Linked DNA regions of Mus musculus: region 1 is linked to region 2. Evidence: chromatin contacts called from public HiChIP or PLAC-seq data. All regions are on one chromosome and are shown on one strand. Each heading gives the region's core, a stretch centred on a gene start, on an enhancer-like site or on the middle of the called end of the contact. The rest is flanking DNA. Distances are from core to core; before and after follow the strand shown.

The links. HiChIP or PLAC-seq counts read pairs in DNA pulled down with a chosen protein or histone mark.
Region 1: an H3K4me3 HiChIP or PLAC-seq map of embryonic stem cells shows a contact between it and region 2, with 34 read pairs. The contact joins the enhancer-like site here to the promoter of Rps13 in region 2. A contact is called at or near these places in 18 of 484 Hi-C or Micro-C datasets (the AML12 cell line, the C2C12 cell line, the G1E-ER4 cell line and 9 more), 7 of 115 datasets of contacts at active chromatin or transcription factors (the SCID.adh cell line, bone marrow-derived macrophages, double positive thymocytes and 1 more) and 3 of 9 other capture datasets (adipose tissue, liver and pancreatic islet).

What each region holds. Positions count from the first base shown.
Region 1 is chr7:116,385,080-116,390,375 of GRCm38.p6, reverse strand. Pik3c2a (phosphatidylinositol-4-phosphate 3-kinase catalytic subunit type 2 alpha) reads left to right here. Exons shown (of 33, transcript NM_011083.2): 7 at 2,255-2,334; 8 at 2,469-2,532. Among named protein-coding and RNA genes, the nearest start is that of Gm40453, 47 kb to the left of the region's middle. Within about 2 kb of position 2,770, at least 3 of the 459 cell types and tissues checked have an H3K27ac peak or open chromatin away from gene starts, as enhancers often do. A contact at or near this core is called in embryonic stem cells, where this site is marked.
Region 2 is chr7:116,331,705-116,336,604 of GRCm38.p6, reverse strand. Rps13 (ribosomal protein S13) reads left to right here and starts at 2,415. Exons shown (of 6, transcript NM_026533.3): 1 at 2,415-2,520; 2 at 2,657-2,705; 3 at 2,831-2,909; 4 at 3,507-3,676; 5 at 4,126-4,226. The coding sequence starts at 2,498. Snord14a (small nucleolar RNA, C/D box 14A) reads left to right here and starts at 3,348; the gene lies at 3,348-3,434. Gm10589 (a long non-coding RNA gene) reads right to left here and starts at 2,436. Exons shown (of 2, transcript XR_869889.2): 1 at 2,323-2,436.

The DNA of each region.
Region 1 (5,296 bases), core at 1,521-4,020, 53 kb before region 2:
TGTTTTCCACCTTTTTCTGCACCAGCCTGGGATGGTGGGATGATACACTTGTTCCCAACAGTAATCTCTCAGATCTTTAGTCATGGGAGTTTAAGTAGCACATTCCTCAGATCTAGAAATATAAATTTGAAAAGCAAAATGAAGTCTGCTTTACTTTTATTTTTAATTTCTATTTTTTAATGGGAAGAGGATAGTCTCATCTATTTCAGACTGGCTTTGAAGTCACTGTGCCGCCCATGACCAGTTTTATGCAGTGCTGGAGACTGAACTGAGAGCTTTGTGCCAGTCATCTACTAACCTTGCTATACCCATAGTCCTTGCTTTTTCATTTAGGTTTTAAAGAAAAAGATATGTTTACCTAGTTCATTGCAAGAGCACAGTCTCATATTTAATAGTCTTACCCAGAAGAGAAAATTTCAGGCTTAATTAAGAGAGTGAGGGGGGGATTGGAATACTAAATAGGGGTTTTCAGTTTCTTTTGAATGTGTTTGCATAATGTGGAATGGCAGGAGAAACTAGTGCTTTTCTCAATGGTGATGAGCAGATAATGGGACAAAACTTACTGAGAAAAAAGGCAGAAAGTCAAATGATGTTGCTCCCATCTGGTCCCACCCTAGATTCTGCCCACCCTCTTTCTCCATTGATTATTTGAGATAGGATCTTGCTGTATAGCTCCAGCTGTCCTAGAGTTCCTTAAATAGACAACACTGACCTCAAATTTGCTGTGGTACCTGGATTACAGGTGTGCACCATCTGCCCAGCTTAGTTTTTGCTTTATTTGTTCATTGTAAACTAGGTTTAGGATCATTTATCTTTTCCATTTTTAGGAAATTTATTACGTTTATGTATTGTGTGTGTCTGTCTCTGTGTGTCTGAGTGTGTGTGTGTACGTGTGTGTGTGTGTGTGTGTGTGTGTGTGTGTGTGTACGTGTGTGTACTCAAGCGTGCCATGGTATGGGTGTGTTTAGGTAAGAAGACAACTTGTGAGAGTTGATTCTTTCTTTATACCATTTAAGTCCCAAAGATGGAGTTCAGGTTATTAGACTTGGGGGCTAATGCCTTTACCCTCTGTAAAATAGAAGTTTGTGGCTACCTAGAGGACTTCTGAGTTAAGACTACACTGGCTGTTCCTCTAGAGAACCTAGGTTTGATTCCCTGTACCATACAATAGCCCACAGGGGATCTGACACCTGTTTTTTTGCCCTCTCATGTCACCAGGCACACACATGATGCACCAGGCATGTACATGATGCACTGATAGATACACATAGGTGCAGACAAAATACCTATACACATAAAATATTAAAAAAAAAAAAAGTTGTTCAGATATGGTAGTATACTTCGATAATCCCAGCAAAGAGACAAAAGGATCAAGAGTTCATGGCCAGTCTGAGTTACATAAAACCTCTTTAGAATTAACAGGGGTGTACAGGGCTGGTACTAAGTGGATAAAATGTTTGAGGACTTGAGTTTGGATCCCCAGTATCTATAAAAAGCTAGGGATACCAGAGCATTTCCATAATTCCAGCACTAAGGAGAAAAAGACTGACAGACCTTCCAGGCTGACTGTCCAGCCAGTATAGCCAGTGAATTAGCTCCAAGTTTAGGAAAAGAACCTGTCCTGTCTTAAATATAAGCTATAAAGCAGTAGAGGAAGATATATGACATTGACTCTGGCCTCTACACATGTTTGCATGCACGTATGCACACACCTTTGTACACATACATACAAAAGTAAATAAATAATAAAACTTTAAAGATTTATTTTTATTCAATGTGCTTGAGTGTTTACCTGTATGTATGTATGTATGTATGTATGTATGTATGTATGTATGTATGTTTGTATGGATGGATGGATGGGATGTTTGTATGGATGGATGCCTTATGCATGCTTGGTGTGCATGGAAGCCAGAACTGCATATCAGATCTGTTGGAACCGGAATTGCAGATGATTGTGAGCTACCATATGGCTGCTAGGAGCCAGAGCCAGATCCTCTACAAGAACAGCAAGTACTTTTAACCTCTGAGCCATCTCTGCAGTCCCAAATAATAAAACATTTAAAGCAATTAAAAGATCAATTTTTCTTAGTATTATCTTATTGAGTCGATTATAAATAATATTTAGCATTTTATCTCCAGCCCTCAAAAATTAGTCTAATTTTAAGATTTTATCATCTATTTATACTTACCTTGATATAATGACCAAATTATTATATTTGATTCTTCTTAAACATGTGTATATGTATTTATTTAGGCAGAAGATGATGAAGCACCTGTGGATTTAAACAAATACTTGTATCAAATAGAAAAACCTTATAAAGAAGTCATGACAAGGTATAGCATCTAAAACATTCATTACAGGTTTTCAAACTTCATTTTGGGTGTGAATATATATATAATTTTTTTTGTTATAACAACTACTTTTGTCTAAAATAGTCTTCAGCCATGATACCTGTTTTTTCTTTCAGACACCCTGTTGAAGAGCTCTTAGATTCCTATCACTACCAAGTAGAACTGGCTCTTCAAACTGAAGTAAGTTTTGGTATAAGAACTTAAAGATTATTTCTGTTTTCTCTGAAGTTCTAGTTTTGGAATTAGATTAAATGCTTTAAAACTATATTCTTTGTGTTAGTCATGCACATGGCAGTGGACAGGAGGTAGGGAAAGCTTTAGAAGGTAGCCCAAAGCATCAGAGTTTAAAAGCATACTTGAGCTCTAGCCAGCGTATAAAAGAAAAAGTCAAAAGAGAAGACAAAGCAATAGTTAAGACCTTCCTGTGTTCTGACTCAGAAAAGCAGCCACACCCAGATGCACCTTATTGGTGGCTCACAGGAACTGTCTGGCTAACTCTTTTTTTTTTTTTTTTTTAATTAGGTATTTTCCTCATTTACATTTCCAATGCTATCCCAAAAGTCCCCCATACCCACCCACCTCCACTCCCCTACCCACCCACTCCCCCTTTTTGGCCCTGGCGTTCCCCTGTACTGGGGCATATACAGTTTGCGTGACCAATGGGCCTCCCTTTGCAGTGATGGCCGACTAGGCCATCTTTTGATACATATGCAGCTAGAGTCCAGAGCTCCGGGGTACTGGTTAGTTCATAATGTTGTTCCACCTATAGGGTTGCAGTTCCCTTTAGCTCCTTGGGTACTTTCTCTAGCTCCTCCATTGGGGGCCCTGTGATCCATCCAATAGCTGACTGTGAGCATCCACTTCTGTGTTTGCTAGGCCCCAGCATAGTCTCATGTCTGGCTAGCTCTTAAACAGTTTGAATTAGCCAGAAAAAAGTTGAGAAGAGCCCTTATTATTTGATCCTTTATAGAAAAGGCTGACTGATCTTTTACATATAGATGGCTCTAGTCACTTAAGATGTTTTTTGCCAAGCACAGGCTGAGTGAATTGTTTAGCTCGGTCTTATAAAGTTAGATTGGCCATAATGTAGAGGTTAGACTTAAGGTTGGCAGAATTAGCTTCAGAGGAAAGGATTTTTTTCAACTATTCAGGTAAAAAAAGAGCATTTTGAGTGTATATATATATATATATGTGTGTGTGTGTGTGTGTGTCACAGCACACTGAGAGACAACCTACGGGAGTTGGTTCTCTCCACCGTGTGGGTTCCTGAGATTGAACTAAAGATCTGTCAGGATTTACCCACTGAGCCATCTTGCCAGCCCTGCTACTAGTGCATTCTTATCAACATATTAAAATACTGAGTATCATATCCTGAGACAGTGTTGGTACACTGAACCTGAACAGTGAGCCCAAATAATTTCCTCCATTAAGCTGTTGTTGTCATTTAGTCACAGTGACAAGGAAAGTAATTTATTTGGGTGTCTGAGATGGCATCAACTCATCCAAAAGAGACATTGGGTGAACCTGGAATTTAGTATAAGAGATCCAAGTGGAGATAATATACTTGGAAATCATCAAAGTATGCATGGTATCTTAACAGCTATAAAACTAGTTGAGGGGTACTGGGGGATGGCTCAGCAGTTAAGAGCACTGGCTGCTCTTCCAGAGGCCCTGAGTTCAATTCCCAGCAACCACATGGTGTCTCATGACCATCTGTAAGGGCATCTGATGGCATGCTGGTGTACATTCAGCAGAGCATTCATACTTTAAACAAACAAATCCCTTTTAAAAAAAAAAAAGACTAGTTGGTTTACTAAGAAATCATTGCAGGCATGGAAGAAGAGTTAACTCAGCAGTTAAGACAATGGCTTCTCTTCCAAAGGACCTGGATTTTCCTCCCAGCATCCATATGGCAGCTATAGTTTTAAGGTACCTGATGGCCCCTTCTGGTCTTCGTGGGCACCAAACACACATGTAGTGCTCATACATAACACATGCATACACACATATAAAATGTTGAGAGCCCATGTAATCCTGTATCAGCCCCACCACTCCTCTGTTCTCTTTGCAGCAGTAAGCTGCAAAATTTTGCTGCTTCTCCTTTTTTCCTATTCTTTTAGAGACTCATTCCAACTATGCCTTCATTTCTAGCACTCCTTAAAACAGAATTATTTGTTGTGTCTGTAAATGGACATGGATATGTCTGTACGTTTGCATTTGGAAATCAAAGTACAACTTGAAGGGAGTCACTTTTCTCCTTTTATTATGTGGGTCCTGGGATCAAACTCAGCTTATTGGGCTCATGGCAAGCACCTTTGCCTGCTAAGCCAATCTTGCTGGCCCATTGTAACATTAAAATGAAACTGTACATCAGACATGCACAGTTCCAATTTTGTAGTACTTATATTTTTTCTCAATCTTTCTGTAAATTTGTTTACATCTGCTTTATTTTTAAAGATTTATTTATTTATTTATGTATATGAGTACACTGTAGCTGTGTAGATGGTTGTGAGCCTTCATGTGGTTGTTGGGAATTGATTTGGGGGGGGGGATTGATTTTTTTTTTTTTTTTAAGACCTCTGCTCGCTCTGGTCGGCGCTGTTCGCCCTACTTGCTCCGGTCAACTCTACTCGCTCAGACTCTGCTCACTCTGGCCCAAAGATTTATTTTTATTATACATAAGTACATAGTAGCTATCTTCACATATGCCAGAAGAGGGTGTCAGATCTCATACGGGTGGTTGTGAGCCACCATGTGGTTGCTGGAATTTGAACTCAGGACCTTCAGAAGAGCAGTCAGTCCTCTTACCTGCTGGGTCATCTTGCCAGCCCCCTACATCTGCATTAAAAAAGAAAAAGGTTTATTTATTTATTTTGGTGGGTTTTGTTTTGAGAAAGGGTCATAGTATGCAGTCTTGGCCAGACTGGAACTTGCTATGTAAATT
Region 2 (4,900 bases), core at 1,166-3,665:
GTTGTAGAAGACTAGAGTTTGGTTCCCAGTACAAAGTACAAGTGCTTATTACTCTAGTTCTTACCCAATATCGTCTTCTGGCCTCTGGGCACTGCACTCAGCTTGCACAGCTGTATAAACAAGTAATTTTAAAAGGGGGGGGGTGGCTAGAGAGAAGGCTAAGGGGTTAAGAGCTCTTACTGGTCTTGCAGAGGACTTGGTTTCAGTTTCAAACATCCATGTAGCAACTAAGAATTTTCTGTTAACTCCAGTTCCAAAATATCTGATACCCTCTACTGGCCTCCATGGGCACTGCAGGTACTGTGATGCCAAGACAGACAAGACACACAGACACACATCTTTAAAAGTATATTAATTTTTTTCCAGGTAGACATGTTACTATGTATAGGATTAGAAATGTGCTTGGTGGGGCTGGTGAGATGGCTCAGCAGGTAAGAGCACCCCACTGCTCTTCCGAAGGTCCGGAGTTCAAATCCCAGCAACCACATGGTGGCTCACAACCATCCCTTACGAGATCTGACTCCCTCTTCTGGAGTGTCTGAAGACAGCTACAGTGTACTTACATATAATAAATAATAAATCTTTAAAAAAAAAAAAAAAAGAAATGTGCTTGGTGCCTTTAATCCCAGCACTTGGGAGGCAGAGGCAGGTGAATTTCTGAGTTTGAGGCCAGCCTGGTCTACCAGGTCAGCCAGGGTTATTCAGAGAAACCTGTCTCAAAAGCCAAAAAGGAAAAAAAAAAATGTGCTTGGAATGAGTAGAAATAAGGGCAAAGTGGAAGGACATGAGGCCAGGGACTTGGGTTTTATTTCAAATACATGGAGAAAATATAAAAAGAGAGCCCCTGAGATGGCTCAGTAGCCAAAAGTGCTTGCTGTGCACTGACAACTCTAGTTTGATATTCAAAGCCAGGTAAAAAGATGAAAAGACTACACAAGGTTATCCTCTTACCCCATATTCACACAGTAAAAGTCTTTAAAAACAATTTAGATCTTCCAGAGGTCCTGAGTTCAATTCCCAGCAACCACATGGTGGCTCACAACCATCTATAATGGGTTCTGATGCCCTCTTCTGGAGTGTCTGAAGACAGCTACAGTGTACTTATATTAAATAAATAAATCAATAAATCAATCTTTAACACACACAATTTAGAGGGATTTACAAAGAGACCACTAACCACTAGGCAGACAATGGATTGTATACATAATGGGACACCACTTAAGCTGCCTGAGAGATGATGGATAGGATTGGGGTACCCGTGGAAACAATGAAGTATTTGATACGTTTCTGTGGTGAGATGTGTTGGAGTGACTCGTGGAAATGAGAAAGACTATTGAACCCTAAATTTGTATTCGGACAAATGTGTTAGAGTGAAATGAAGTATTCTTGCTTAGGGATTGCGAATTGAAGCCAAGCTTGATGTTCGGATCACATATCTGGGCTAAAAGTGTGAATCTGGTTAATTAATCAAATACAACTTTGCCAGGAAATAAATACAAATTTGGTTCAAGTTCCCAATGTTTTGGAAAACGTAATTCAACTAGTAATGGGTTAAAAGAACGCAGCTGGGCATGATGGCTCAAACCTTTCATCATCATTTCAGCATTTTTTTAAGAGACAGAGGCAGAAAGACTTAACGTGTGTTTGAAGCAAGCCTGGTCTACAAGGCGAGTTCCTGAACAACCAAAACTACATTGAGGGACCCGGTCTCAAACACAACAAAAAAGAAAACTGGATCAGTATTTCAGTACTGTTTCAAACCTCTCACGCTTCACTTGTCAACAGGGTCTTGTAGATCTGAGTTTCTTGGGTCCATGTCTTTGTTGTTTTTTGTTGCATTTACAATAAATTGTTATATTCACCCATTCTTCGAACGCTCTGTGGTGAACCGGACTAGGACATCCTTAAAAGACCAACTCCCGGGGTAGTCCCTTTCCCCCTCATCTTCTCGAAGCTTCTTTCCTCGTTCCCAACTCTTCTCCGACGGGGGTGAGCGGTTCTGCGCTCCGACCTGTGTAGAAAAGGCGCGCAGACAGGAGGACAGACCCGGGCGGGGCTCGGAAGCCTAGAATTAACGATCTAGAGAGAAGCGCCGGCTGCACCTAGGCTTTGCGATCATCCCACACCGCACGAGTTCGGGGCTGCAGAGGGAGCCCTGAGAAACCCGCAGCTTATCCAAATCCTTCAGCCCAGGACTCGAGCACGCCCTAGGTCCCCTCAGATGCGACTTCCGAAGAGATGTTAGAGACAGACTTGCTGCTCTGGCTAAGAGCAAGACTAGAGACAAGAGTTCAAGGCGTAGCAACCCAGCCATACACTTACCGCCTCGCCGCCATGCCTTCTGGGACGCGTAGTCTCCCGGGCTCCGGTGGCCACACTATGTAGCCCCGCCCCCGCGCGAGAGCAAACGTCGGTGAGTGGCGTCACTTCCTGTGCGGCTTGATTTCCTGTGCCGTTTCCTACCTCGTTCTCTCTTTGCTGCCAGACCTCCGCCATCATGGGTCGCATGCACGCTCCCGGGTGAGCCCGCGGCGCCGACCTTGGTTGCGGGGCTGGGGCGCGGGGCTGAGAGAGGAGGATGCGGGCTGCGGGTGAAGGGACAGTGGGGCTGCTTGGGGCGCGGGCCGCCGCTTTACTTCCTATCTTCTGTTTTCAGGAAGGGCCTGTCCCAGTCGGCGCTGCCCTACCGCCGTAGCGTCCCCACGGTGAGTAGAGGCTGAGGGTTGGAGGGCGGCGTGGGAAGCGATCGGTGCGCGGGAGGATGGGACCCGAAGTGGAAGGTTGCCGCCGTGCTCTCTCATCCTAAGGCCGATTTCTCTTCCATCTGTAGTGGCTGAAGTTGACGTCTGACGACGTGAAGGAACAGATTTACAAATTGGCCAAGAAAGGCCTGACTCCCTCCCAGATAGGTGAGTGTTGATGTAATCTCTTCCTTCTGCTCTCGAGAAACAAATGTGTCTAGTCCGTATGTTAAAAAGGTTCCTCCTGCTTCCACAGCGGAGCAAGGGCTGTCTGGGATTGAGTCACATCTAACTGAATTGATTCTAAGCTGCTCTGACTTTGTACAAATGGGAAATAACTCGTTTCTGGTAGCTTGGCTTCTGAGTCTGGGAATAACTGCTCATCGGAGGAAAATATCCTCTTTAGGATATAAAAAGTTCGCTAGAAATATGCAGAAAAAATCATGTGAAATGGGCTCAGCTGATCTGAAGTAATTTGAGGTTTAAAAGCAATAACATGCAGTTTTAAAGATAGGTACAAATAAATGTTGGGCTGCTTTTAAGTTAATACTAAATATAAAGGTAGAAGTCACATTGTTTCCTCTGGTCAGATGTATTCTGGCAAGCTCACAGTGATGATGGTGTTCCAACATTCGCAGTTTCCACCAGAAGGACTTTCCATGTTGGGTTGACCTTCCTTGGATGTCTGAGTGAGCTGGAAATTTGGAGTTTGGCTGTTAGGGTTTTATCGCATGTGTGTGTGCTTGAGTGTGTTTCTCTTTTCAGGTGTAATCCTGAGGGACTCACACGGGGTGGCCCAGGTCCGTTTTGTGACTGGAAATAAAATCTTGAGAATCCTCAAGTCCAAAGGCCTTGCCCCTGACCTCCCCGAGGATCTCTACCATTTGATTAAGAAAGCTGTTGCTGTCCGAAAGCACCTTGAGAGGAACAGAAAGGTAAGGCGGACAACAAACCAGGTGTTGTGTCGAGACACTTGCGCTGCGGATCTTCAGAGGGGAGAACGCACTTGAGTCCTCTCAGGTGGTTCTGGGTGCTGGCTAATAGTCAACATGATAGTTTCCTAGAAATAGGTGGTTTGATTTTTAGCTCCCCTAAACTATTACATCCAGTTGGTCCCAGGTGCTGGGGCTTTTGTGTAGGTTTGTGGCTATGGGCCTTATTCTAGGAGTTTAAATTGCCTCTGTGGATTTGGTGATGCATGCCCTTAATTGTTGGAGTTTGAGACCAGCCTGGTCTAACACATTGTAAGACAACCAACTTATTCTGTATAATAATAAGATACCCTGCCTCCTTAAAAAAATTGCCCTAAGAACTTAACCTAACCATAGAAGCTATTTAGTTTCTTTACTTGTTGGTGGTTTTCTTAAATCTCTTTTATTTCTAGGATAAGGATGCTAAATTCCGCCTGATTCTGATAGAGAGCAGAATTCACCGATTGGCTCGATACTATAAGACTAAGCGGGTGCTCCCACCTAATTGGAAATAGTAAGTATATGGTTTTTGGTTGGCAAATCAGCTAGATGGTAAATAATGAATAGTGGTAGGCATTTTGCCTTTTTGGCTAAGTGTCAGTTCATCTCTGTCATAGTAGTGGGGAAGCTTGCATGGATGATATATAATCACATGACAGTGTTCTCTTGAAATGTTACCTAAGCCAGGCATGGTGGCGCACGCCTTCAATCCCAGCACTCAGGAGGCAGAGGCAGGCAGATTTCTGAGTTCAAGGCTAGCCTAGTCTACAAAGTGAGTTCCAGGACAGCCAAGGCTACACAGAGAAACCCTGTCTCGAAAAACCAAAAGAAAAAGAAAGGAAGGAAGAAATGTTACCTAGAGGCAAGCAGGTCTCTGCATTTGAGGCTGGCCTAGTCTACACAGTTACTTCCAGGACAGCCAGAACTGGTTGGTTTATGATGCTTGGGGGGGGGGGGGGTCCTTCTAAAGGTAAGAAGAGGGTCATAGTTGATAGATGCTGATTAAACTATGAATGAAATCCCCCCCTTTTGTTTGTTTCATGACTTGTTCGCTATGATAAGCATACAGACATTGACTGTTTATGGCAGATAGGTTGATCTTTCCACCATTTGGCCACTTAGATTTGGCCTTAGACGTCTGGCTGAGAATGAGCCTGTCCATCCTCATGCTTAAACTTAGGGCTTAGT